Regions from separate parts of the Mus musculus genome. Here all the other regions are linked to region 4. The links are chromatin contacts, called in public Hi-C and promoter capture Hi-C maps. All regions are on one chromosome and are shown on one strand. The core of a region is the stretch at or near the end of the contact, and the rest is flanking DNA. Distances in the headings are between cores, read along the strand shown.

What was found. Promoter capture Hi-C pulls out the DNA fragments that hold promoters and counts their contacts. A called contact is a pair of places that touch in the nucleus more often than the background predicts.
Region 1: a promoter capture Hi-C map of pre-B cells shows a contact between it and region 4, with 4 times the contacts expected there. The contact joins the promoter of Cdr2 here to the promoter of Gga2 in region 4. A contact is called at or near these places in 9 of 39 promoter capture datasets (the 3T3-L1 cell line, 3T3-L1-derived adipocytes, cranial neural crest and 5 more), 3 of 115 datasets of contacts at active chromatin or transcription factors (astrocytes, embryonic forebrain and pancreatic cancer cells) and 1 of 9 other capture datasets (embryonic stem cells).
Region 2: a promoter capture Hi-C map of pre-B cells shows a contact between it and region 4, with 4 times the contacts expected there. The contact joins the promoter of Tnrc6a here to the promoter of Gga2 in region 4. A contact is called at or near these places in 4 of 39 promoter capture datasets (the 3T3-L1 cell line, the C10 cell line, liver and 1 more) and 1 of 115 datasets of contacts at active chromatin or transcription factors (astrocytes).
Region 3: a contact with region 4 is called in a promoter capture Hi-C map of the C10 cell line, with 4 times the contacts expected there. The contact joins the enhancer-like site here to the promoter of Gga2 in region 4. A contact is called at or near these places in 13 of 39 promoter capture datasets (the 3T3-L1 cell line, 3T3-L1-derived adipocytes, the C10 cell line and 7 more), 1 of 115 datasets of contacts at active chromatin or transcription factors (embryonic forebrain) and 1 of 9 other capture datasets (embryonic stem cells).
Region 5: a promoter capture Hi-C map of liver shows a contact between it and region 4, with 2.1 times the contacts expected there. The contact joins the enhancer-like site here to the promoter of Gga2 in region 4. A contact is called at or near these places in 4 of 39 promoter capture datasets (the C10 cell line, hippocampal neurons and liver) and 1 of 115 datasets of contacts at active chromatin or transcription factors (extraembryonic endoderm stem cells).
Region 6: a contact with region 4 is called in a Hi-C map of muscle stem cells, with 2.7 times the contacts expected there. The contact joins the promoter of Arhgap17 here to the promoter of Gga2 in region 4. A contact is called at or near these places in 1 of 39 promoter capture datasets (embryonic stem cells) and 1 of 484 Hi-C or Micro-C datasets (muscle stem cells).
Region 7: a promoter capture Hi-C map of pre-B cells shows a contact between it and region 4, with 3 times the contacts expected there. The contact joins the enhancer-like site here to the promoter of Gga2 in region 4. A contact is called at or near these places in 5 of 39 promoter capture datasets (the C10 cell line, hippocampal neurons, liver and 1 more) and 1 of 9 other capture datasets (embryonic stem cells).

The regions. Positions count from the first base shown.
Region 1 is chr7:120,980,880-120,984,538 of GRCm38.p6, forward strand. It overlaps Cdr2 (cerebellar degeneration-related 2), which reads right to left and starts at 1,433. Exons shown (of 5, transcript NM_007672.2): 1 at 1,098-1,433. The coding sequence starts at 1,173. It overlaps Mfsd13b (major facilitator superfamily domain containing 13B), which reads left to right and starts at 1,630. Exons shown (of 8, transcript NM_001374644.1): 1 at 1,630-1,851.
Region 2 is chr7:123,122,133-123,125,533 of GRCm38.p6, forward strand. Tnrc6a (trinucleotide repeat containing 6a) reads left to right here and starts at 1,753. Exons shown (of 24, transcript NM_144925.3): 1 at 1,753-2,200; 2 at 2,536-2,583. The coding sequence starts at 2,196.
Region 3 is chr7:120,961,340-120,964,779 of GRCm38.p6, forward strand. All of the region lies in intron 2 of Cdr2 (cerebellar degeneration-related 2), which reads right to left. Among named protein-coding and RNA genes, the nearest start is that of Cdr2, 19 kb to the right of the region's middle. Within about 2 kb of position 1,947, at least 21 of the 459 cell types and tissues checked have an H3K27ac peak or open chromatin away from gene starts, as enhancers often do.
Region 4 is chr7:122,019,752-122,023,456 of GRCm38.p6, forward strand. It overlaps Gga2 (golgi associated, gamma adaptin ear containing, ARF binding protein 2), which reads right to left and starts at 1,447. Exons shown (of 17, transcript NM_028758.2): 1 at 1,238-1,447. The coding sequence starts at 1,337.
Region 5 is chr7:123,337,262-123,341,059 of GRCm38.p6, forward strand. All of the region lies in intron 1 of Arhgap17 (Rho GTPase activating protein 17), which reads right to left. Among named protein-coding and RNA genes, the nearest start is that of Arhgap17, 31 kb to the right of the region's middle. Within about 2 kb of position 1,425, at least 22 of the 459 cell types and tissues checked have an H3K27ac peak or open chromatin away from gene starts, as enhancers often do. A contact at or near this core is called in liver, where this site is marked.
Region 6 is chr7:123,368,398-123,372,122 of GRCm38.p6, forward strand. Arhgap17 (Rho GTPase activating protein 17) reads right to left here and starts at 1,518. Exons shown (of 20, transcript NM_144529.2): 1 at 1,357-1,518. The coding sequence starts at 1,409.
Region 7 is chr7:123,392,897-123,396,511 of GRCm38.p6, forward strand. All of the region lies in intron 1 of Lcmt1 (leucine carboxyl methyltransferase 1), which reads left to right. Among named protein-coding and RNA genes, the nearest start is that of Lcmt1, 17 kb to the left of the region's middle. Within about 2 kb of position 1,390, at least 13 of the 459 cell types and tissues checked have an H3K27ac peak or open chromatin away from gene starts, as enhancers often do.

The DNA.
Region 1 (3,659 bases), core at 183-2,682, 1.0 Mb before region 4:
ACAAGAGGCGGTGTTTAGTAGCCAACTCAAAAGAGATATTAATTTTCCCAAAAAGTTTGGAGTGGAGATCATTATACAGAATAGCACAAAGGATTCCTGCGGATCCCTCAGCATGGTGGTTAACAATGTCTACTCTGGGGTCTGCCGTGAATACCTAGTCTCCCCAACAGTATCTTCTTCAGCCAGAGGTACCTACTGCAGCACCTTATGCTATTGGGAGAATTAAAGGAGCCTACCAGGGTGTTGAGGGCCGGCCTATCAGTGTCCCCAAACACAAAATCCTGCTATGAATGTACAAGAAAATGGGCCACTGGCTTCAGACTGGGGGCACTCTTGAGATTGTCTCTGGAGATGCCCCGATGCAAGAAAACCAAGGCAGGATTATTTTTAATTGAAAACCCGAAAGAAAGATAAGCGCATGATAAGAGCTGCCCTCGAATAATTTCATTTAGCCCCCGATGAACGATGGCTAAGTAATAAATTAAAACACAAAACAAAACAGTTTAATACCCAACTGAGTAAGCTGTAAACTGGGATGCTAAGAAACTGAACAGTGTCTACAGGCTCCTCATACTCGGCTTTAGGGAATCCACCTAAATCTTTTAGCCTCTGCTTTCTGGAAAACGGGACAAAAAAAAAAAAATTTACTCTCACAGAGAGATGGCGCGGGTACCGCACAGCAGCACTGCCCTCCCACCACCTGCAGCGGCTTTGCAGACTCTGCGGACCATGAAAGGCGATGTGGGGCAGGCAGGGCAGCACGACCCGGACCCAGGCCAGCAGCTCGCCTCTAGAGCAGGACAAGCTGGTCCACTCCTGCCCACCTCAGAGGTCCATCCGCTCATACCCGGCAAGCGCTTTCTTAAAGCACCGAGCATCAGCCTGTGTGGCGCACCCGCAGGGCCGTGGGCCGCGCGCGCTTGCTCTCTGCGGTCGGGATGGGCGGATCCGTTGCCAGGTGAGGGCAAGAAGCACCGGGCCGCGGCATCCCAAACCTCCAGCCTAAGGAACTTTCTAGCACTTTCCACACCTGCCACCCCCGGACTCCCACCCCAACAATCCCGCCCCCCCCTCCCGACCGGCGACCTCGCCCTCACCTTGCTGGAGGTCCCGGTGGTCGTACCACGGCTCATCCTCCATCTCGAACTCCTCCACTAGGTTATCTGCCAGCATGTCGCCGGGGACGTCCGGGGGCAGCGGGCTCTGCCGCCGCCCTGCCGTTTCGGCCGCTGCCCCGGGCTCTCCCCCGGCCCCGCCGCCCTCAGCCAGAGCCACCCTGGGGCGGGACACGCAGGTCCCGCAGCAGCTCTCGCCGCTATCCCGCGCCGCCCAAAGGCCGGCGCCCTAGCGAGCGCGCCCCGGGTGGCGCCGGGAGCCGGCTCCTCACGCCTGCTGCCCGGCCCAACGTGGCACTTTGGCAGAACCCTCCCAAAGCCGGGGAGACGATTCAAACCCGGGAGGCACCTTGACCAATCACGAATGAGCCGCCTATAGAGTGACAGCGACTTCAGCCAATAGAATATCAAAAAAGGTCGCGGGTCCGAGGACCATCAGCCAATAATAGCTTAGGAAGGAACAAAGGAGGCGGGGAAAGACGAAGAGGGTGCGGTCGGCAGCCCCTCCTCTTTTGTCTGCGTCGCGTCTCCTCAGTTGAGTGCACTCCAGTTCCGGAGTGTGGAGGTGGCTTTGGCGAACACCGGGTGCCGAGGACTACTAATTCTGGGCACGGGTCATCATCTTCCCACCCGAGGGTTTCGGATGCGGGCCAACTCTCCTTGGCTCTGCCCTCGGTGATGCTCGGAGGGAGACTCATGGTCCGTCGGGAAGTTAAAGCCGAGAGAACGCTACTGAGTGAGAGCTGCTCCTCAATCTTGGAGCCCTGGCCTTCCAGGGGCCTGGCTATGAACTCCTAAAAGGGCAGTCACCAACCCCACTTCACACTCCAGAGTCCCGGGCTGGCCAGTGGAAGCCGCCTCCCCTGAGAAAAGTTGCCACAGTTTTGCATAGAATTTCTTAAAGGTTCATAGAGCCCAGGATAAATACCTAAGATCAGGCATTGCACTTGGTGGCCAGCTTGCCGGCGTCAGCTTGTTAACACAGCCGTAACTACTGTTTCTTGGGTTAAACTTTTAATATATTTGGGTACCTCACTTAGGGAAACTCTCAGAGGGCAGAAAGGTCGGCGCAGATGTTTGGGATGTTATAACTGATAGCATCTACAGAGGACGGGAGAAGAACTGTGACAACTGAGGGGGGGAGGGGATGTTATAACTGATAGCATCTACAGAGGACGGGAGAAGAACTGTGACAACTGAGGGGGGGAGGGGAGTAATTACTCAGGTTTGGCAGTAGTGATTTGGTAGAAACCTCCTGAAGTTAACTCCTTCACACAGATCCGGAGTGTCACCCGAACTAAAGTGGAAAGCAGTTGAAAGTTTGCCTTATCCAAAAAAAGCACCAGTTGTGGCCTTAAAATAGTGTACTCAGATTACTATGGCTTAAAACAGGAGAAATTGCTAGGAAGAAGCTACAAATCCTCAGAGATACTTTTATTTCTCTGAGATCTCGGGTAATTTGGAGGAAGGAATACTTCACCCTAATTTCTTTTTTCAGTGCTAACGATGCCTTAGGCGTGCCACTCTCCATCATTCTTGTGGGTCCTAAGATGCTCCTTTTCAGATCAGTGTAACATGCACCTGTTCCTGGGAACATGGTCTTGTGAAGGTCAAGAAAGCCTCCCCATTGTGAGGTTGGTTTGTTGTTTGTACAGAGTCTCACTGTGCAGCCCCAGCTTTGCCTAGCACACTATGTAGATTAGGCTGGCTCTGCCTCCAGAGTGCTGGGATAGAAGGCACACAACCATCAAACCCTGTCCCTACAGGAATGTTGTTCTGGCGAGATTTTCCTCTTCATTCCTTAAGAAAGACTCCTTAATAGACCTTAAGGTACCAAGAACCTAGGGTTAGAAATCTAATTGTCTATCCACAGTTTGTACTAGCAAAGCAGGCGTTAGCTCACCACTTAGGGGAGAAATGACCTCTTTGCTCAAAGAGCTATGAGAATCAAAGAAACTGTGCCCAAGAAAGCTGTGTTGTTTCTAACACTTATTGTGAAGGGACTGTTAAAAAATAACAGCATCAAAATAATACACTTCCTTCTCTTTTTGCCTCCCTCTTCCTTTTTCTTTTTCCTGTTCTCCCGTGGTACTACCAAGGGCCCACTCACATGCAAGGAGAAGTTCCAAGCCACTGTCCCCAGCCCATGAGTATCAAAATAAGTAGTAATAGCAACAGATTGCAGTTTGTTAATGATGAATCCATGGTGATATAAATGAGAAAAAAAATTTCCTTATGAGGAATGCCAACCAAAAATGTAACAAAGTAATATTAGCCAGGTATAGTGGTGCCCTCAGCACTGGGGATGTGGAGACAGGAGGCATGTGAGGTTGATACCACCTGTGCTACATTGCAAGACCCTGACTAGGAAGCAGAAGCCAATCAAAATAGAACAGGCCAGATAGTTCAGTGGCTAAAGGTGCTTGCATCCTTGCCTGACAAGCTGAGTTGATGGCAGCAACCCACATAGTGCAAGGCTGGAAGTGACTCCCACAGGTTCTCCACATGTACCTTGTCACATACAAAACCCCCCCCCCCCAACAC
Region 2 (3,401 bases), core at 503-3,002, 1.1 Mb after region 4:
GGTAAGGCAAGGAATATAGAGTAGAGAAGATGGGTGTTGAGGTAATCACAGGAATTGGGCAGAAACAAAGGCAAAACATTATAGGAAAGATTCTGTCTTAATTTGCCTTCTATCACTGTGATGAACACCATACTGACAAGCAAATTGGGGAGGAGAGGGTTTATCAGCTTACAGTTCATAGTTCATCATATAGGAAAATCAGAGCAGGAACTCAAGGCAAGAACCTAGAGGCAGAAACTAAAGCAGAGACATAGAGGAGTGTGCTGCTTACTGGCTTGCTCCCCATGGCTTGTAGCATGCTTTCTCATACAACCTGGGATGGCCTCTAAAGAGCTTCCATATCAACTATTAATCAAGAAAATGCCTATAGAGTTGCCTACAGCAATTTGATGGGGGCATTTTCTCAGATGACTCCATCTTGTATCAGTTTAACAAAGAACCTAACCAAAGTTGATCCTGTGTGTGTGTGTGTGTGTGTGTGTGTGTGTGTGTGTGTGTGTGTTATAGATCACTAGAACTCAGGAGAGAGAGATAGGCAGATTTCTGAGTTTGAGTCCAGTCTGGCCTACATAGGCTAGCCAAGGATATAGAGTAAGACCCCCATCTCAAATAAATTAAAATGTAAAAATTACTAGCATTTATTTGTTATTCTTCATTTTGCAATTTGTAATTTTTTTCCAAAAAATGTTTATAGGGTGTTCATAAAATTAAGAACACCAAAAGAAGAAAAATGCAAAACAGACGTTAACATGCTGGCTAGTTCCTTTCTGGGCATTCATCCACTCATTAGCTAACTACAACACACATTTCTCCTAGAGCAGAAGCAGACAATCACAGAGCTTGTTTCATGGGAGAGACTGGAGCAGGTTTAAACCAGTTAAAGGACTTAGAATAGAAAAGGGCAAAAGAAGGTTGTCTGCAGAGCGAGTTTTCTGAGAAAGTAAAAGGGAGTAGATTTTAAGTAGAGGAGAAATGTGCAGATTACTAGCATTATATGCACCGAATATGTATGTACCTATGTGCATTATAATATCTTAATGCATTATATTGCAGCATCCCCCTTTGGGTATGTATCTTATTGTATTTACAATCAGGTATGTGTCTATATTGTAATTTAAGAAAATAATTGTAATAATTGTATCTTCATGTATTATATTACTGTATCTTATTTTATCTACATGTAGACTTACATACTTTACCTACAGACATGTATCTTACAGTGTTCACATGTAAGAATTTTTGGGTGTTCACATGTCTTTCTGAGAACTAGTATGGCATCTGCGTTTCCATTCTTTTATTGTAACCAAGACCCCAGGTATTGCAAGTAGCTGCGTTTAATGCCACCTCATAGCATTAGATGTCGTAGCTGGCTACAGTTATTCAACCTTTCCTGTGCATTTGAGTTAATATCTTGATTGTGAAGTACTTAAAAGTGATACCCAAATGGTTATTTCTTGAGCAGAGAAATTCGTGCAAGTGGAATTGCTGAGTCAAGGGTGTGTAAAAATTTGAGGCACAAAAATAAAAAAAATGAAACTTCTGGGATGCATTCTTCACCTGGGAAGAGGCACAAATCGAGAGGTTAAATAAATGTGGCTGAAGGTCAAAAGTAATTAGATGTGGGTGAATTTAAAAAACGGCGCGGGCTAGTCTGGCAGCGGCAGGGGTGGAATTTGCGGTTTGCTGGATTTTTTTTTTTTTTTTTTTTTTAAAGGCGTGTTTCTGTAAGGGAGGGGCCGGGCCGAGGGGAAGGAAACTTGTGTCGCAGTAAAGAAGGAGGAGGGGATGGTCCGAGGCAAGCCCGAGCCAGCCTCGGCGAAAAAGGCCGCGCTCCGCTCTTGCCAGGCCCCAGAGCCGCTCGTGGGGAACCTCGGAGTTCCCCGACAGCTCCGGCGAAGTCCTGGACGCGTCAGACAGTTGTCAAGTGGCTGCCTCGTCCGGCAGGCCTAGTTGCTAGGACCTCCATCTTGGGGCTCCCGGGCCACGGCGCCCCCGGAAGGGGTTGCGAGTGGGGCATTCACTTCCGGTCTGGGGCCTGCGGCGGCAGCGGTGGCGGCGGCGGCGGCGGCGGCAGCGGGACGGTGTAGAAAATGGCGCTGGTGCAGCGGCTCGGGCCTGTCCCCGCGGCGCTGCGGAGGGCTTGAGGCTCGCGAGCCTCGTTCCCCGCGCCTCACGCGCTAGTGCACTTTACACACATGAGGTGAGCGGACCGGAGGGGAGGCTCGCTCGGGGGGCCAGGAGCCAGCCTCCGGCGCTGCCGCAGGACCCCCTCGGGCTGATGGGCGGCGGCGCGGGGCAGTCCCCGGGGGGACGCGGGCGTGGGCGGGAGTCCCGGGCGGTCCGGGAAGCTTGGTCCGGCGCGGGCTACGGCTCTGGGCTCGGTCGCCCTGGGCTCGGCGGCCCGCAGCGCTGCAGCCCGCAGCCCCGCCCCTCCCCCACCGCGCGGGCGCTCTGCCGCAGCAGCTCCGTTTTCACGCGCATCCCCTCCCCCCGTTTTTTTTTTTTTTTTGTGTTTGTTTTTGTTTGCTATTTCAGAGAATTGGAAGCTAAAGCTACCAAAGACGTAGAGAGAAATCTTAGCAGGTAAGATGGGCGAGCCTTCGGTCTCCCGCCCCTTTATAATCGTGTGTTTCCACTCTGCTTCGCTCTTCCTGGGTTTACGGACCCCCCCCCCCCAACCTCCACCCCCACCCCCCAACCCCGTGTCATTTGCTTTCGCACTCACGGAACAGACATTCGGGAGAAACGGCCTCAGGGAATATTGCATGGGGGGGGCATTGCAGGGAGACGCGTAATTACGAGTGTGTTCGTTCTTAAAAAGAAAAGCAAAAGGCAGTTCTTGTAAACTTAGTTAAAGCATTCTCACCCTTTTAGAATTTAATTAGGGGACTTGTGCATTAATTACTATTGTAAATGGTTGCAGGCATTGTGTGACTCATGATTGAGGCGGCCCTTATGGCGGGCTGTCAAACTGTTTTGGCTTCCCCGTTATTACTTTGTAGCTAAATTGTTGCCTTTATAAAAAGATACTATGTGTTCACATTTTTTCCTCTCTGTCTCTGCACATTGTAGTCAGGCGGATTCTGTTGCATTGGAAACAGTTTTGTCCTTGAACTTCATGAAGCATAAACTGCGTTTTGTTTTCCTTTGAAACTACATTTTAGTCTGTGTTCAGTGTGTGCTCTTTTTATCAGTTGGGAAAGTAATTAAAAATTGTTACCAGTAAGTGATTATCACTTCTGCTGGGTCTGAGTGCTTTTGCACTGGTAACTGGTAAGCATCAAATACTACCTCAAAAGAGAAGTGGGGTTTTTTTTTGTTTGTTTGTTTGGTTAGGTTTTGTTTGTTTGTTTGTTTTTTTGTCTCCTACCCCGAAGTAATGCATTTCTGGAAAACGTTTA
Region 3 (3,440 bases), core at 697-3,196, 1.1 Mb before region 4:
GACATGACGACCCACTGCCAGCATCCAACCCACAGATTACCACCTCTCTTAGCTCCAGTTCCAGGGGATCTGCTCCTTCCAACTTCTGCAGGCGTCAGGCACGCACACAAGTGCATGTACACACATTCAGGCAAAACAGTCATACAGATACAAATAATAAATCTTTAAAAAGCAAAAAAGGTTAAAATATATGTTTAACCAAAAGGAAAAAGGAAGGAAAAGCTTAAAGTAGAGGATTTTGATGGGTTTTTTGCTTGAAAAAAAAAAAATCAATCTTTTTTTCCTGAATGAGGCATTTTAGACAAAACTAGTGAAAAATACATTAATTTTACCAGGTACTTTAATATATATCAAAATCTTGTTACCTCTTTCTACAGGAATGTTATCTCTATTATCCTTACTCTTGAGATACTTAGCAGGTTATTTATTTTGGTCCTGCTAAGACTGCTTTCTGAAGATGGAGGATAAGCGCAGTCTTAATACCACAGCTAGGTCACCCGGCCCCTCCATCCCATTCCTACCTGGACACACTAAAGCGGAGCATATTCCAAACACAACACGCCCATTCCTCTGGACACAACCAGAAGAGAGGGAGAGGGGGGTTTGGAGTATAACCATATGGTAGCAGCAGATTTGACTTTACAAACACTCCTGAAACCAGCTCCTCAAGTACCACCAGAGCCAAGTGACCTTTGTTTTTTGAGAAAACGTCTGCTATCTATCCCAGGCATGCTGGCTCTGACCTTTGGCCCTCCTGACTCAGCTTCCTAGTACTGGGACTACAGGTGTGCAACCCTTGCACTGGCTTTCAACAGTCTTCTTTCAAGAAACAGAGCTAACTGATATTCAGTGATCCAATGTAGCCCCTTTCAGATTCTTATATCAGTGGCCATGCACAGAGCTAACAACCTCTTTTTAACTCTTTAACTTTCTCATACGAATCTCAGGGCCAAAAGTGTTCTGAAAATTTCTTTGAATTAACACCACCATCACTATTCCCAAACAAAACATGTTTTTAACACCCCTGTGAGGTCTGGGCAGCACTGATACTTTGGCATCAAAAAGTGTGAATATTACAAACAGCCTCAAATCAATTCAAGATTCGCTGATAACAAATAAATTTGCTGTAAACTTTATGGGGAAGACCTCAGTCGACTGTCTGGGGTTCAGAAGTGGTAAGCCATTGTAGTGTTAGAAACTGCCAAACTGACATGTTAAGTAAGCAAAGTTAGACAGACACAGCATGGGATCTAGGGAAATCCACTTATTCTTTGCTGCCTGAACCTTCACAAGTTTCTCATGATCCCTTGTGAAAACTAACCACTCAACTTCTGACAGGAAACTACTTCAGACCTGTGGAAGAAAGCTTTTGGTTCTGCCCTTGGCTCATCCACAGGAATGTATTTAATTTCTTAGGACTACTGGACTGGGTCCAGTGCTTAGTTAGGGTAAGCAGAATATATATGATTAGGGTGGCAAGATGGCTCAGTGGTAAGGGCACTTGCTGCCAAGCCTGATGACCAGATTTTAATTTCAAGAGCTCACACCGTGGAAGAGAGAGCACTAACTCCTGTAAACTGTCCTCTGACCTCCACAGACTTGCTGTCCCACATTTGCATATTCACACACACAGACACACACTCACTCAAAATAAATGCATATATACTATAAACATTTTTAAGACAGTTTATAATTTATATCAGGTCCTAAGTATTCTTTGGGTTTGATGCACAATAACCTTAAAAAAGGCAAACGTATAAACAGGTACAAATTATTTACAAAGAGACTATTCCTACATCCTCTACATGGGACGGATCTGTCCCACAGGGAACATATGAAAAGTCAGTTTACGAATGGAGTCTTTTAGTGAGGTCAAGACCAGAGCTATATGGAGGAAGTGGTACGCCAGCTCACAGGACAGGCTTGAAGGCCCTTTGACATTGCGAATTTTTCTATGATTTCCTCATCAGGACCTCATGAGGCTATAAAGATTACTATATATACAACCAGGATATGTGGCTTCAGACTATGTGTTGTTTTTGGCTTAAGGACGGTTAAGAAACAGATGCAGGAAAGCTGTGTGCCCTCCATGTTTATCCCTCCCTATCTGTCAGGCAGAATGAAAGCTAACCACTGAGCACAATTTCAGACTCTTCTGGGCCAGGAGTCAGCACCAGAGGAATCCAACCCAAAAGCTTTACTAGTTTTTATCTACTTGTCCTCCACTAAGTTGCCACACTTAGAGTCCAAGTCCTTTTCCTCCATCTAATCCCTGCTCCAAGAATATACTGTTCTGCATTACAGTGTATGTGTTAGGCAGGATTCTCTAGAGTCACAGAACTTATGGACTGTCTGTATATATTAAGGGAATTTATTGGAATGACTTACAGTCTGCAGTCCAACTAACCCAACAGTGGGCAACTGTGAATGGGAAGTCTAAGAGTCTAGGAGTTGCTCAGACTCATAGGCTGGGTTGTTTCAGCTGGTCTTCTTATAAGACGGAATCCTGAAGGAGTAGGTTCCAACAGATGAACTGGCAGGGAACTGTAACAGGCAAAAAGAACAAACCCTTCCTCCTTTTTCTATTGCCCGTATCTCAGCCTCCTGCAGAAGGTATGGCCTAGATTAAAGGTGTATACCACTACACCTGGACCTAAGCTTTTCTCTAGTTGGAACTTACTCTGTCCCAGGCTGGCCTTGAATTCAGAGATCTGCTTGTCTCTGTCTCCTGGGATTAAAGCCATGTACCTCCTTGTCTGAGCTTAAGATTTTCATGGCCGCTATGCCTCAAGATCCAGATCAAAAGCATTCGTCATCCAACACTTAGAGGATCAAAAGCCTGTGTCTTCAAGCCTTAAGTTCTGGATCACAGGTGTGCCCTCCATTTCTAGATTGTAGTTCATTTCAGACGTAGTGAGGCTGCCAACCAGGAATATCTATCTCCGTGTGTAAGATAAACTCCAAAGCCACCTCTTAAGAGAATCACTCACTTGAGTATCTCTGATGTATGAATATCAAAATACACCTTTTACTCCTGTTAAACTGTCCTCTTACATATGCATTTATTTACATGAAGGTTAATATACAGAGTCCACTCTGGTATCTGACAAATGATCAAAGTGTTCAGGAAGAGGTAGCTACTGTCATCTTTATTTAGAATTAGTTTTTAAACTTTGTATATGCAATGCTAAGATTCACCTGAAAGACAATTGCAGGGACCTAGATGGTTTGTCCTCATCCCCACATATGAAATGCATTTGTCAGAGGACTTGCTCTTGTCTACACAGCACCTTGCCCTCATTCCTCTCAAGGCAACAACAGAACAATCAACTCACAATTCTTGACTGTCACTGTCACTCTCTTTCTGGGAAGGAATGGTTATTGTTCTCTATGTAGCCCATTTCTGACATATTTTAGTAAGGATTACAATTTAGCTAAAT
Region 4 (3,705 bases), core at 197-2,696:
CATTCCTATTGTAACCACCATCACCCCACCCCACCCCACCCCAGCTATCTAAAGACCTTATATATCTACTCCAAGTCTGAAGTCTCACCCTCAACCAACTCACCAGGTGGAACTGCATGTGGTGCTTTCAGTAGAAGCGAAGCTGTCTCCAACAGCTTCTCCTACATGTTGAAATAGAAAGCTATAGGCCTGCAATGACTCAGAAGATAAAGGTGCCTGTGACCAAGCCTTGTGGCCTGAGTTCGAGCCCTGGAACCCACAGAAGAGCCTAAGGAGAGAAACGACACCCTGACCCCTTCCCCAGTTGTTCTCTGTTCTCCACGAGCCAGGAGCAGCACGCCCCACCCCAAATACACAACATGTAATAAAAATGTTTAAATAATGCAGTCCCTTCTGCGGCGCTCACGCGTCTTACTTCATTAGCAAATTAGTCTGAGGTCTCTTTTCTGGATTCTCTGAGCTTTAAGCTTTGCACTCCTGGCCAACAGGCCTACTCGCTCCCAGAATGTTGTACATTCTCATCCTGAGTTTTTGCAGTTTCCTGTCTGGAATATGGCCTCCTCCATTGTCCACACACTGTATACCAGCTATGACAAGCCCCAGGTAAACAAAACAGCCCCTAACTACGTTCAACAAGCGCCCCTCCTCCAGCTTCTGTTGAGAAGGTGCTGTTCTGGTAGCCAGTAGCCAATGAACATGTCTTTGTGAGCAATGTCCCAGTGTTACCATCTCAGTGCACCCAGCACGTAGTGGAGCCCACCCAAGGGGTGGATTCTTTATTCTCTCTGAACCTCAATTCCTCAGATAAAGAGAGAACCTTTAGAACCGCACCCCCAGAGATCACCGTTAAGCTAAGACAAGGAACAATTAAGTCTGGCCAGAGTAAATATGCACCGAGGCATAAAAGCTGGTTTTGCTCTTAAAGGTAGCAGCCACTTAAGCTCTTAGACTCAATGATCTGCAAAAAAGCTGCATCGCCCGCACGGGTTAGTAAACCCAGGTACTCTCGGTCCTGCGACCAGACTAACAATGGCTGAAACGCTTTCTGCACAGTGCTTGGCACAAGAGATCGCTAAGCATTCGCGCTCCAGCTGTTAAGTGGTGCCGCCCGGCCACTGAGCCATGGCGTGGTCTGAGGTCCCCAGAATCCCCTGGGTGAGTCTAGAGGCCCCCTCCCGCCGCGGAGGACAACCAGGGCGGCGGGAAGCAGGATCACGTGTGGCGCGATGCTACTCACTGAGCCACAGCTCCAGCGCCGCCGCTGCCCCAGGGCCGCCCTCCGCCGACTCGGTCCCTGCCGGGGATCCGGTCCCCGCTGCCACTGCCGTCGCTGCCATCTGCCCAGCCCAGCGCTGCGGCCGCAGTCACTCCTGCCCAAAAGCTGCAGCCACCGCCGCCGCCTAGCCTTCGCTCCAGCTGCCGACGCGGCAGACACTGAGAGGCACGTGACGGGGCGGGCCCTATTGGACACGCCCATTTCTGGGCCCTGTCCCGCCCCCACGCACCTCCTCCCGGCCACCTCCAACTCACGAGGTCTTTTTTTTTTTTTTTTTTTTTTTTTTTTGTGCAAGACCACTTGAAAGGTCAAAAGCCAAGCTAGTTAGGTATTGATTGTCCCCTCTTCTTCAGAAGCAGGGTTCCCAGAAAAGATACTGGACGCCTGGCTAAATCTGAATTTCAGATAAAGAATCATTCTTTCAGCATTTTTATTAGGGTCTTCTCCGAGTATGTATCTTCCATTCGGGTTTCTGACACACTTTTTTTTGATGACACATTGCATCATAATTCATAAAACAGTTATTTTTATGAAAAGATACTTTTCTCAAAAAAACAGGTCAGAGGCAGGCGGATCTCTGAGTTTGAGGCCAGCCTGGTCTACAAAATGAGTTCCAGGACAGTCAAGGCTACACAGAGAAACCCTGTCTCGAACACCCATCCCCCCCCAAAAAAAAGAAATAAAAAACAGGTCGTGATTCTCATACCCTAAAAAGTGAACACATTAATTATATATAAACATACCTTTTTCTAACTGTTTTGAGTTAAGGTCTCATGTAACCAGCTGGCTTTGATCACTGCATAGCTGAGGAGGACCCAGAATTCTTGGTCATCCTGCCACTGTGGTACAAACTTGATTACAAGAATGTACTACCAGTACAGCTTTGTTGTTATGGTTTTTGTTTTTGCTTTTGAGAAAGGGTTTCTCATACTCATTAGTCCAAGATGGCCTTTGAATGATAAAAGCTAAGATCCTAAAAACCTGTAGTAAAATCCTTTTGCCTCAACCTCCCAAAAGCTGGAACTACAGGTGTGAGCTACCATGCCAGCCTAACATGAAATATTTTCCTTTATTTAACTCTTGAACTTAAATGAAGGAATCAAGTAGATGTTGTATTAATATGTCCACAAGAAAAGCCAAAGAGAAAAATCTATGTAAAAATAAAGGACTGTTGAGACAAACATGCAAATGGGCATAAGACTGGCTCCAGCCAGTGGAGAAAGAGGTCTGTCCAGTGGACAGGATTAATATGCATGTCTAGAGGCCAGCATAATTTTGCCATTGCTGTCAATGATCTACTACTAACAACTCTGCTAAGACTGAAGGAGGCCTTAGCCTGGAAGGCAGTCAAGACTGCGCACGAGGTCCCTCTGAAGCACCAGATCCTTCCACACTGTCCCTATCATTCCCCACCCTCAATGTCACACCCCAGTACATACACACACACACACACACACAGAAGGATTTTAATTTGCATAGACCTGGACCACCAGCATACCAAATGGGGCTTGGCATACCAGTAAGTATCTGTTGAATGGACACATAAATAGTGGGGACAGTCAGGGGTAACTCTAGGACTTTAGGCATATCATAATCCCAAATGTACAAACATTTTTTTAAGTTTTTATTTGTATGTGTGTTTTGCCTGCATATATATCTATGCACCACATGCAAGCCTGGAGCCTGAAGAGGCCAGAGAGTGTGTCAGATTCCCTGCAACTGGAATTGTAGACAGTCCTGAGCTGCCATGTGGGTGCTAGGAATTGAACCTGGGTCCTCCAAAAGAGCAATACATACTCTTGACCACTGAGCAACCTCTACAGCCCTACTTTTAATCTTTTAAACACTATGCATATGTATGTGCATATGTGTGATATGCATGTCGGTACAGGCACACGCATGCCACAGTGTGCTTATGGAGCACAGAGAACAGTTTTATCGAATTGGTTTTCTCCTCCCACCCTTAGGTGCCTTCTCAAGATGGAAGTCATATCATTATGCTTATATGGCAATCACTTTTACCTGCGGAGCCCGTGAGAGGGCTGCAAATATTTATGTTTAAATAGACATTTGCTGTCATGGCCATGACGGTACACACTTGTAAATGGAGCACTCAGGAGACTGAAGCAAGATTGTGAGTCAGACTGTACAGTGAGACCCTGTATCAAATAAGTACTATGAACAAGTACTAAGTACAAAGAAGCTGTTCATAGTAGTTGTTACCTATAGTCACAGCACTAGGAAGGATGAGACAGGAGGATCCTGAGTTTGAGGCTAACCTAGGCCTACATCAGTGAGACCCCATATCAAGAAAAACAAGGGCTGGTGAGATGGCTCAGGGGGTAAGAGCACTGACTGCTCTTCAGAAGGTCCTGAGTTCAAATCCCAACAACCACATGGTGGCTCACAACCACCCGTAATGAGCTCTG
Region 5 (3,798 bases), core at 175-2,674, 1.3 Mb after region 4:
CATAAGTATTTCCAAACTGGTTGTGAGCCACCATGCGGGTGCTGAACTCAGGACCTCTGGAAGAACAGCCAGTGTTTTTAACCGCTGAGTCATCCATCTCTCCAGCTCCTAGTACTTCCAAACTGGATCATTCAACTTAGAAAAGCAGAGTTTTGTAGTGCACAGTAGCCTCAAAGGGAAAGCTCTAGCTGGTTTGACAATCCTCCCATGGACTGACTCGTGGGCTGACTTATAGCAAAGCTACTGTCATGGTGGCACCTGCACAACAAATGCCACTGTTGAAAATGCCCATGCAGTCTCCAAGATGATCACTACTACATAAACAGGTGCCTAGAACATCTGCCACGGGACCCCCAGGGCTTCCTGGTCAGACTAGAGACCCAGAAGTCCATCCACACCATCATAGTAAGCTGTGTGCTGCCGTCAGTGACCACTGCTGGCCAGACTGAGGCACTCTAGCATCTGAGAGCAAGCAGCCATCCCTCCTCCTGAGCACCGAGTGCAGAATTTACCTGCCATGCAGCAGGGACTGGGGAGATCCTCACTGTATGACGGACGGGTGCCACCAAAACCTGACTTTTACTTCAAAAGAGGCAGTAAAACAATTCCAATGTAACCAGGCAGAAGAGCGGCTGTGGCACAGAGGACTGCCTTCCCCAGCAAAACCCACGGCCACTAACACAACTAGGGCAGTACTTTTCAAAATGAATGTGTTTAAAAATGAGGAGGAACGAAATGAGCATGGTGGTGTCGGCCTATATCTCGTGCTCACTGGGGAGGCAGGAAGTCAGGAGTTCAAAGTCATCCTCAGCTAACAACAATCAGTTTACTGCCAGCCTCGGCCTCAGTAAGATCGTGTATCAGAAAACCAAAAGAGTAAGTGCACCTATATTACTATAGACGTTTAACTTCTAGATTAGAGAGGAGGGAAATCATCCCTCGCTCCTGTCACTCCACACTGCAGGTGAAGCTACTGTTATCAACTTACACATCCTTCACTCGAAATCTAAACTAGTGATTCCCAACCAGAGGTGACTGTCCCCTTACCACCACCCCAACCTCCCAGGGACATCTAGTGTGGACTTGCTGTGCTGGGAGTGCAAGACGACCTCCACTCACCGCATCACACTGTTTTCTCCTTACCAGTGCTGACCAGGGGCTGAGTTTCCAGCTGCATTAGCGCCCACTGCTGCTGAACACCCTGCCACACACTGAGGGCTTAGAGGATACAAATGCATTATTAGCTTGCAATTCTAGAGGTCGAAAGTTCAAAGCAGCACTCGCTGGGCAGAAACTCAGGGTCAGCACTGCCAGGCTCTTTTCCGGACAGTTGGAGGAGAATCCACTTCCTTCCTTCCCCAGCTCCTGGAAGCCACCCGCATTCCTTGGTCCTTTCCTGTACTGTGCAGGACAGCAGCAATGGACACCCTGTGCTTTTCTTCCCAGTCACAGCTTCCTATCAGGACGCTCAGTGACTCCCTCCTTCCATGGCTACCTGAAAACCCAGTGTCACTGCTCCTTCTATCTACGTGGAGCCTTGGCTCCCCTCTGCCATTACAAAGTCATACATGCACAAGTTCTGGAAACTACCGTGTGGACACCTGTAGGGACAGCAAGTATCCTTTTGCCAGCCACAGGCCCTAAATATGAACAGTGCCAAGGCTGAAGAACCCGATCCCAGTGATACATTGACACACATATAGAATCATGTGTATGTGACAGCCATCCACACAGGTCTGACAGGCAGACATACCTGAGGAGCATCCTCATAGGTCAGAGCCCTCAGGCCTACCTTGTAAATACCTGTATGTGCCCCTGCCTGTTTAAACACACTGAGGCCACTACATGAAACTAAGGCAGTGCTTCCCAAGCCCCCCTCCCTGTGGAGTCTACTTGACCATGACTAAAGACGGGTCCAGGGTATCAACACCCATATCACAAACCGTTCTGCCAGGGCTGCAGGAGCCCTGTAAGAGCCCTACTGAGAGCGGAGACACCACAGCTAAGACAGCCGGTGTATCTTAGGCACAGAAGAGCTGTCTCAGCTGGTCTCTCCCTCAATTCTTACATCAACTCCATGAGGTAAGAGCTTCTACCAGATGAGCAAAGTAAGGCTGTGGAAGGAAACTTGCCTATGGCCACCCTATCAGAGGCAGAGACTCTGATTCAAACCCAGCATACTTCATCCTGCAGCCTTCTCCTTGTTTATCCAAGGGTTCAGCAAACTACATCTGCAAGCCAAAGCCAGTCAGAGAAGAGAGTTTTTATTATTTTTAAATAGTTTTTTTTTTAAAAGAGGAATAATGTTTTATAGCACTTGAAATTCAAATGTCAGCACGTGCGATCAGGTGTGTGTGCATGCTCGCACTTGTGTATACATGCATGCATACATATGCATGTGTGTGCACATGTGTATGTTTGTGATGGTCACTGTTAAAACTTTAACTTGCCACAACTTGAAATCACCTGAGAAAGCCTCAGCTGAGGAACTGTCTGGATCAGGCTGATGTGTGGCGTGTCTGTGGGTGATCAGGCTGACGTGTGGCGTGTCTGTGGGTGGTCAGGCTGACGTGTGGCGTATCTGTGGGTGGTCAGGCTGACGTGTGGCGTGTCTGTGGGTGGTCAGGCTGACGTGTGGCGTGTCTGTGGGTGATCAGGCTGACGTGTGGCGTGTCTGTGGGTGGTCAGGCTGATGTGTGGCGTGTCTGTGGGTGGTCAGGCTGATGTGTGGCGTGTCTGTGGGTGATCAGGCTGACGTGTGGCGTGTCTGTGGGTGGTCAGGCTGACGTGTGGCGTGTCTGTGGGTGGTCGGGCTGATGTGTGGCGTGTCTGTGGGTGATCAGGCTGATGTGTGGCGTGTCTGTGGGTGATTATTTTGGTTGATTGATACAGAAGAACCCAGACAGTTGTGGGCAGTGCTATTCCCTAGGCAGGAGATCCTGGACCACATACGAGGAAGAAACAAGCCTAGAGCAAAAGTGGCAGCAATGAGCAGACGACATGGGACATCTGTCTCTGCCTGCTCTGACTGTGCATTTGGAATGATCATCCGCTAAACTCCGCTTAACTTCTCCTCAAAGACAGACTATAATCTGGAATGTCAAACTAACTAAACCTTTTCCTCCACCAAGATGCTTTTTTCAGGGTGTTTTCTCACTGTCTCAGAAATGAAGCTAGGATAAACAAACACAGTCTATAAATAAAGTCTATTGGAATACTGCCAGGCCTAGCACTGCCACTACCAACGACTGTTAGGGGTAGAGCTAAGATCTACCCCCAACAATCATCAGAGCTCCAGGAACTCACTAACAGGGTCTTTATGGAAAGTGCATGCCAACCTGGTCCACATCAGCAGCTCTGACCAGGCACGGCAGAGACCTCGAAAGCTAGCCTTTCAGCATCATTCTGTGGACTAGTATATAAGGAGAGTATCCACTACATTTTCTTTCTCAATATTTTGCATTATATTCAAGATGTGCCTACTAACTACACTGAATGGTGGTGGCTGAGCCGATCCAGCCCTGAAGCAGAGGCACATCTCAGGGATAGTCAGTGGTGACAGAACCAATGAGAAAGTATGCGTGTCTCCTCACCCCTCCCCATCCCTCAGGCACACACAGAGACAGTAGACTATCTTCAGTTTGGTCTCTCTTCATAAACAAACCTCAAGTCAGAACTGAAATGAGCACCTATCTCTATAAGGAAGGGTTCGGCTAGTTTTCTTCTGGAAAGACCAAGGAAGAAACGTTCCAGGCTTGCAGCCTACACTGTGCTACGGTCGGTTGCTCAGCTCCACTG
Region 6 (3,725 bases), core at 268-2,767, 1.3 Mb after region 4:
GGGGCCCACAAAACCCTAACCAGCTTTCAAGGCAGAAAGCTCTCAAGACTTTGCATAAAACCAGCAACTTTCCCTTGTCCCACACAGGACGAAACCTAATCAATAACAAATCTAACAAAGGCATTGTGGCAGCCACTAAGTTTTGATTCTGCCATGCATATCTGCAAGGAGTACAAGACTCACAAGAAAATTATCACTTCTCATCATATTTCTTGTTCATGCCATTAGGATTACTCGCCTTGACCCTAGTCTTTCTCTAACTCTACACGCAACAAAAAACTAGGCATGTGTGGGTTTAAGGGGCAGGGACTGAGTCTGGATAGAGGATACCAAGATTACATGATGGAGGGATTTTTCTTCCCTTCTATTTTTCTTTTTAGAAATTCAATAACAAAACTTAGCAAAAGGTTGGGGGAAATGAAACATTGTAAAAAGCAAATTTAGAAAACCCAAGAGGAAGTAAAAGTATTTTCGTACACATAAAAAAAGAAGTGTCTCACGTGCTTCAACCAAACCAAACTGTCCTTAACTGCTAAGGGAGGAGGGTAACAGCAAGAGCTGTGAAAAACCCATCTATCTTCGTGCAGAATAACCAGCAAATTGGTTCGGCAAAGCTATCCGCCCTGCAAGACCTTGAAATATTTGTTCCAGATAGCACAGCACATGACAACAGCCTCCTGAAAGCTCTAAAAACCGCAAATCGTTCCTGTTCTACAGCCTACTCATCTACTGTCCCTCCTGTATTCTTTCATTAAAAAAAAAAAAAATCAGTTTCTTGTCAAGCACTCACTCAGTGTCAGAAAATACCACATCCAAGGTGAGATGAGAAAAGGCATCCTTTTCGCTTTCCAAACCTCTAGACCTCAAGAACTCACAGCAAACTCCCAAAAGCCTGGATTTTGAGACTGCAGTTCTCGATTCCTTCACAGAGGGGAGGGGGGCTGAACTTAACTGGGCAAGCCACAGTAGCCTAACACCCCTTAGGTTCCCAGTGACCAGCAAGCTCTTCTAGGAGGAAGGCTGCAACAGCGGATCAGCGGGGAGAGCCTGAGAACACCGGCCCCAAAGCTGCGCGCCTGGCACTGCGAGAGGCACACAAGTTTACGGAGTTTTCGCACCAGGCGGCGAGCTCCGGCTGGCGGGGACAGGGAGGAGTAAAGACCCTCGTGAGTCTCCCGAGGACGATGCTCCTCCGGCCAGGACAATGGGCAGCGCCCAAGCCGTAGCTAGGCGCAGACCCCCGCCCCGCGGGGCCCAAGGCCGGGCCGCGCCCGGCTCTCCCCGCTCCCCGGCTCCTCGCGCGCAGGACCGGCCCGCCCCCCGCGCGCCCCCCGCCGGCGCGACCCGCGCACTCGCCTGCCGACAGTCTGATTGGCCAGCTGCTTCATGCGGTTGAATTGCTTCTTCATGGCGGCGGCGGCGGTGGCGGCGCGGCAGGCGGGCGGAGGAGAACTGGGGACCGTCTGGCGGGTCCTACCTACATCGCTTCCCGGCCCCGGAGGCGGTGACGGAGGCTACAATTCGGCCCCGCCCCTCGCCGCGTCACTTCCAGCGTCGCCGCCCGCCCCTACCACGAGTTGGGCCGAGCCTAGCCGAAAGAGGCCGAAACCAGAGAGGTGGAACAGGTGCGGACGGACCCAACATGGGCGGAGTTAAGTGGTTCAGGGCGGGGACCAATGAGGCCGCGCCGAGGTGGGTAGAGCCGAGCCGAACAGGGTCGAAACTAGATAGGTGGAGCCGAGCTTGGTCCGGCCGAAACCGGAGAAGTCAGGCGTAGCTGGACGGAGCAGAGCTGGGCGAACTTGAGTGGAGCCGAACCAATCGGTGAGCGGAGAGGAATGGAGTTGAGCCAATCGGAGACGGACGAGAGTGGCTCTGCTAAGAAGAGCGGAGACTACCCCAGCCCGGCACCTGGACACAGCGGTTCTGAATTAGAGCTGGGCAGGATGGGCCGAGCAGAGCCAAACTTAGCTACCTACTCTAGTGGTGACAACTAGAACGCAAGTGAGCCTCGCAGATCCTGGTCCGGTCCGGCAAGGCGGAACACAGGGATGGGGTCTTGTCCAGTCGGACCCGGAGTCAGGCCAGCCCGGGAAGGGGTTTGGGGGGAGAAGAGTCCGGCCAAGCCGAGCGGAATAGTAGTCCTAGACGAGTGATGCCCGGTCAAGTGAAGGCGAACTGAAACGAGCTGAGGTTAAGCTGAGCGAGTGGACCTAACCTATAGCGGCGGGTCAGACCAGGGTTTATCCTAACCTAGCAGGAGTGAGCTGAAGCAGATCTATAGGGTGAACCAGCTCCGCGCCCTCAGTACTTGAACTGGTCCATGGGAAAGGCCAAAAGAGTAGGGTCAATCAGATGAGGACCCCCAGACTCCCCAGCCAAAGGAGACTGGCCTTCCCTAGGCCCCTGCACTGATGGGCCTCTGAGTCCCCGCTGCCATAAATGACCGCGAGGTTCTGATTCCCAGCCCTACAGTAACAGGCTGGGGAACTTGGTGGGATCATTTCGCATTGCTGAGCCCTTTCGTCCAACTGAGCCAAGTTAGTTTTATGACCCGCAGCCATGTCCTCCTGACTTGGCAGCCTTGGCTCCACACAACATTCCCTGTGCCCCGTGGGCTAAGGCATCCTTTACAGGCTGTGCGATGGTTTAAAGTGTCAACGTGACAGAATCTAGAATCACCTTGGAAACAAATCTCTGTGTGTGTCTGTGAAGAAGTTTCTACATCAGGTTAATTGACGTGGGAAGATCCACTCTAAATGTGGGCCACAGCATTCCATCATCTGTGGCCCCAGACCGCAGAAAACTAGCTGAGTTAGGAGCTTTCGTCTCCTTCTGCTTTCTGAACGTGGAGGCAGTGTGGTCTTCCTGCGAGCTGCCTCAAAAAACTGTCTATTGCAGTGCCTTCCCCATCATGGTAAACATCCCTTCCTAGAACTGGAAGCTGGTTTAAATCCTTCCTCCCTCACATTGCTTCTTGTCCTGCATTTTCTTAAAACAGAGAGCAAAATAACTAATGCAGGATGCATCTTGAGCTCAAAGAACAAGAAAATTAAAAATCTGTAGCGATTACAACACAAGTGTGGACCCTCAAGTCAGGCAGCAAACTGCAAGTCACCAACATTAATTACAACAGGAAGTGTTGAAATAAGGCTTTGTTTTGGTTTGGGTTTTTGTTTTGTTTTGTTTTGTTTTGTTTTTGAGGAGTCTCATAGCTGAGAATGGCCTTAAATTACTGATCCTCCTGCCTCCACCGGCCAAATGCTAGAATTACAGGCTTGTGGCACCCCGTCCAACAAGATTTATTAAAGCAAGACAGACAGGACTTCAAGACCATTTGCCAAACCTGAGTCAGCCATTGAGTCACTACATTCAGATGCTACCATGAAACTAGACAGTGGCGACATAGGCCTGAAAACCCAGCTACTCAGGAGGCTGACACAGAAGGATCACAAATTCCAGGTCAGCCTGGGCTACAGAAAGCAGTAAAAGAACAATGCAGAACAGATGTTGTCATCCTATCAGGGAACACTGTACAGACTTCATTCAGTTCCTGTACCAGTCATGCGCTAGCTTACCAAGTGGATGGCGTGGATTTTAATGTCAATTCGGTCACAACATGGACAAGTCAAAGTTTTAAGACGTGAGTGTGGAGCTGATCCTTATGGAGTGTTGCTCAGACTTGCCGGGTAGAAGGAAGAGCTAGTAGGTGGAAAGTGGCGTCT
Region 7 (3,615 bases), core at 140-2,639, 1.4 Mb after region 4:
AGTCTTCATGTGTGCTGTAGTGCACCAGTGGCGTCCACCTCACAATGCTGTAGTGCACCAGTGGCGTCCACCTCACAATGCCGTAGTGCACCAGTGGCGTCCACCTCACAATGCCGTAGTGCACCAGTGGCGTCCATCTCACAATGCTGTAGTGCACCAGTGGCGTCCACCTCATTTTGCAGCTGAAGTTGCTTTTGCTCATTTTGATGACTGAAATCATCGACTTAAAAGTTACGTAGTTGTCTTTTATCCAGGGTCCCATTCCTTGTTTCTCAGGATAAGGGAAGTTTATAGAGCTCTCCTGGTCCGTTTGATTGGCCGTGCTTTGGAAAGGAAGAGTGAAAGCAGATGTTGACAGGAGATGCATGCCTTGAGCCCCCTTTCATCAAGGGAGCAGTCTCTTCTGGGGGAGTCTACTGAGTAAACTTCTTTTTTGTTGTTGTTGTTGTTTTGAAACAGGGTCTCTCCACGTAGTCACGTTGTCCTGGAGCTTTCTATATAGACCATGCTGGCCTCACACTCACAAAAATCCATCTGCCTCACCTCCCGAATGCTGGATTTAAGGTGTGTGCCACCGTCAGGGAGATAAGAGCTGTATTCCCAGCCCTAGATTTAACTGTTCTTGTACATTCTTTAATAAATCATACAATACATATTATTTGTTTTTTCTGTTTTGACCTAGGGTTTCACTGTGAAACCCTGGTTGGCTGGAATTTGCTGTATAGATTAGGCTGACCTCAGACTCACGGAGTACTGGGATTAAAGGTTTGTTCCAGCATGGTTTTGTATCCAGCATATTCTTTGAGGTTTATTCATGTGCATATCAACAGAGATACACAGACCCAGATAATAAAGTGGGTTTTAATCAGTAAAGCTCCCGCAGTCCACTCCAACTCAGTCCAGTGCAAACTGAACGGAACTTCTTGTTCAGTAGAAATGACAGGCTGAAGAGTGAGACAACGGAAGTGTGCAGTAGCTCAATGGGGCTAGGGTGTTGACAACTTACAAATCCTTAGAAGACAAGAGTGGCTCATGTAAAATCTCCCGCTAATGCTAACTAGTGTTTGTGAAGTTAGGCTCTTGCCCTACCTCAGGGGCTGGGAGACAGACAGGGCCCTGCTCAGGTGTTGACTGGAACAAACAGTAACTTCCTTTAGCAGTCTCAGATTGTCTTAGACATTTACCCTAAGATGGCTTAGGCTCACCCTACAGATGGGTCCTTAAGCTGTTAGCAGTTATAGCCTATGGCTAAGCTGTAGTCAGCAAAGTAGGCTCAGGAGCTTGGCTGAGTATTTGGTCAGAAGTCGTCCAGTCCTGTATCTGTTGTCTAATTTGTTCATTTACTTGTTCTTGTTCCTGTATGGGCCATTGTAAATAGGCTTTGGTCAGCACTTTTTTCTGTCTTTCACTTCTCTTGTGTTCTTTTTGTTTCGTAGTTGCCCCATGGTAGCAATGCAATACTCTGAAAATATCTTAAGAGATATGTAATGTAAGCATTCATTCTAAGTTACCAAAACTTTGGCTAGACCTCAAAGCCAGAGTTAACAATACACTTTGAGGCCACTTAAGACTGATAGCCTACTGTGTACTCAAACTGTTTGTTTAACCTGCCTTTAGGAGAACAATGTAACAATCAACCTTACCTGCCCTAGATTCTCTTGAAGTCAGCTCTTACAGCCCTAGCTAGTGCATAGCTGCAGGTTTTAGTTCTGTGCTCTTCCATTTCTCTGACCAATGCACGGGCACGGGCGTCGTTAGCTGAGAGCGGCAGACACACGGGCTGAGAGCAGTTCCCTAAGATCTGCAGAAAGCTTGAAAGCACCCGTTGATGGACGCTGGTTGATAATGTTTGTTATCTGGTCAGGTGGGATCAATTGGAGCCAGTGACTTTAACCTCTTGTAAAACTTGGTTAAAGATTTCTGTCAAGTATCCCATCTCTTCCTCGTGTGATACACTCTGTGGTGTTCAGTAAATATAGAACAAAGCTCTTTGTGTGGGTCAGACATATAGACACAGATATACACACATACACAAAGACACAGTTACATGTAGAACACACAGATACACGGATGGATTTACAAGACAGCTTTCAGGCAGGCACAGATTTAAACTCATGCCACAGACAGACAGGGCAGAAGACACAGGGAGTACAAAGTAGGGAATTCGAACCTGGACTCAATTAAATGACTCCAAGGGGAAGTTGTTTTATTTCTCTTCTTCATGCCACACTGATGCATTATAGGTGACTTAAGAGTTAGTTACCAATTTGTTACAGTTGTCAAACCCAGTCATAGGTGGGTTCGTCTTCAGCAGGCACACTAGGTCCCTCCTGGTTTGTGTGTTTACAAGTCCCTCCAGTGATGCAGCAGAACTCCAGTCGCATGTGGCATTGCCACTGTATGTGAAATGCATCTTGTTATGGTTTTAAATAGCATTCCGCTGGTGACTAATGGCAATCAAACACGTTTTCATGCATTCATTGCTGTTTCTTGGTCTTTTGCCTTCTGTGTTAAAATCTTTTGCCTGTTTTTATTGATGTTCATTTGTTGGAACTCATTAAAGATTCTAGGTAGAATCTTTTTTTAAGGTTTATTGATTTATTTTATATATATGAGTACACTGTAGCTGTACAGGTGGTTGTGAGCCATCATGTGGTTGCTGGGAATTGAATTTAGGACCTCTGCTCCCTTTGGTCGGGCCCCACTTGCTCCGGTCAACCCTGATTGCTCCTGCCCTGCTCGCTCTGGCCCAAAGATTTTATTTATTATTATAAATAGCTACACTGTAGCTGTCTTCAGACGTACCAGAAGAGGGCATCCCATTACAGATGGTTGTGAACCACCATGTGCTTGCTGGGATTTGAACTCAGGACCTTCAGAAGAGCAGTCAATGCTTTTAACCTCTGAGCCCCTAGGTAGAATCTTTTGTTAGGCAAACATGTTCTGTGTGCATATATCTACATGCAGGAAAATAAAACACTGGAATATCATTTGTGATAGGGCAAAAGATAAACTATTCATGATAGGAATAAATCTAATGAGAGATATGAAACCTCTCCACACAGAAACCTGCTTTGCTTCTTGAGATTAAAGGTTTAATTGGAGATGTACTTTCTCACATTGGTGGTTGTAATCTCCCCTCCCCCAGCCTGAAACCTGCTTGCTCAGGGATGGAGCTTCCCGCTCAATCTTTCTGTCACGCCTACTGCTAGAACCTGCTGCTTTGCTGTTCCGAAGCCATCACGTGATCACCCTGCTACTGGATCCCAAGATTATTTGGCGGGAATTGGGCCCCTCCCCCTTCCTTTATAACTGAATGCCGAAATAGTAAAAATTGAACCTTGAGCAGAGAGCTTTGTCTTGGTTCCTTCCTTATCTCGCGCAGCCCAGCCCCTCTTCTCTTCCAGGTTTCCAAAATGCCTTTCCAGGCTAAAACCCATGTTGTGATCTACTGGCCAGACACAACAGGTGGTAGGGCATTGCTAAGACATCTGAGCCAAGTATGGGGTTGTGCACACCTGTAATCACAGCATGTCTGAAGCGGAGGCAGAAGGATTAAGAGTTTAAAAGGCCATTTATAGCTATATAGTGAGTTTATAGTGGGTCCCTGCCTCA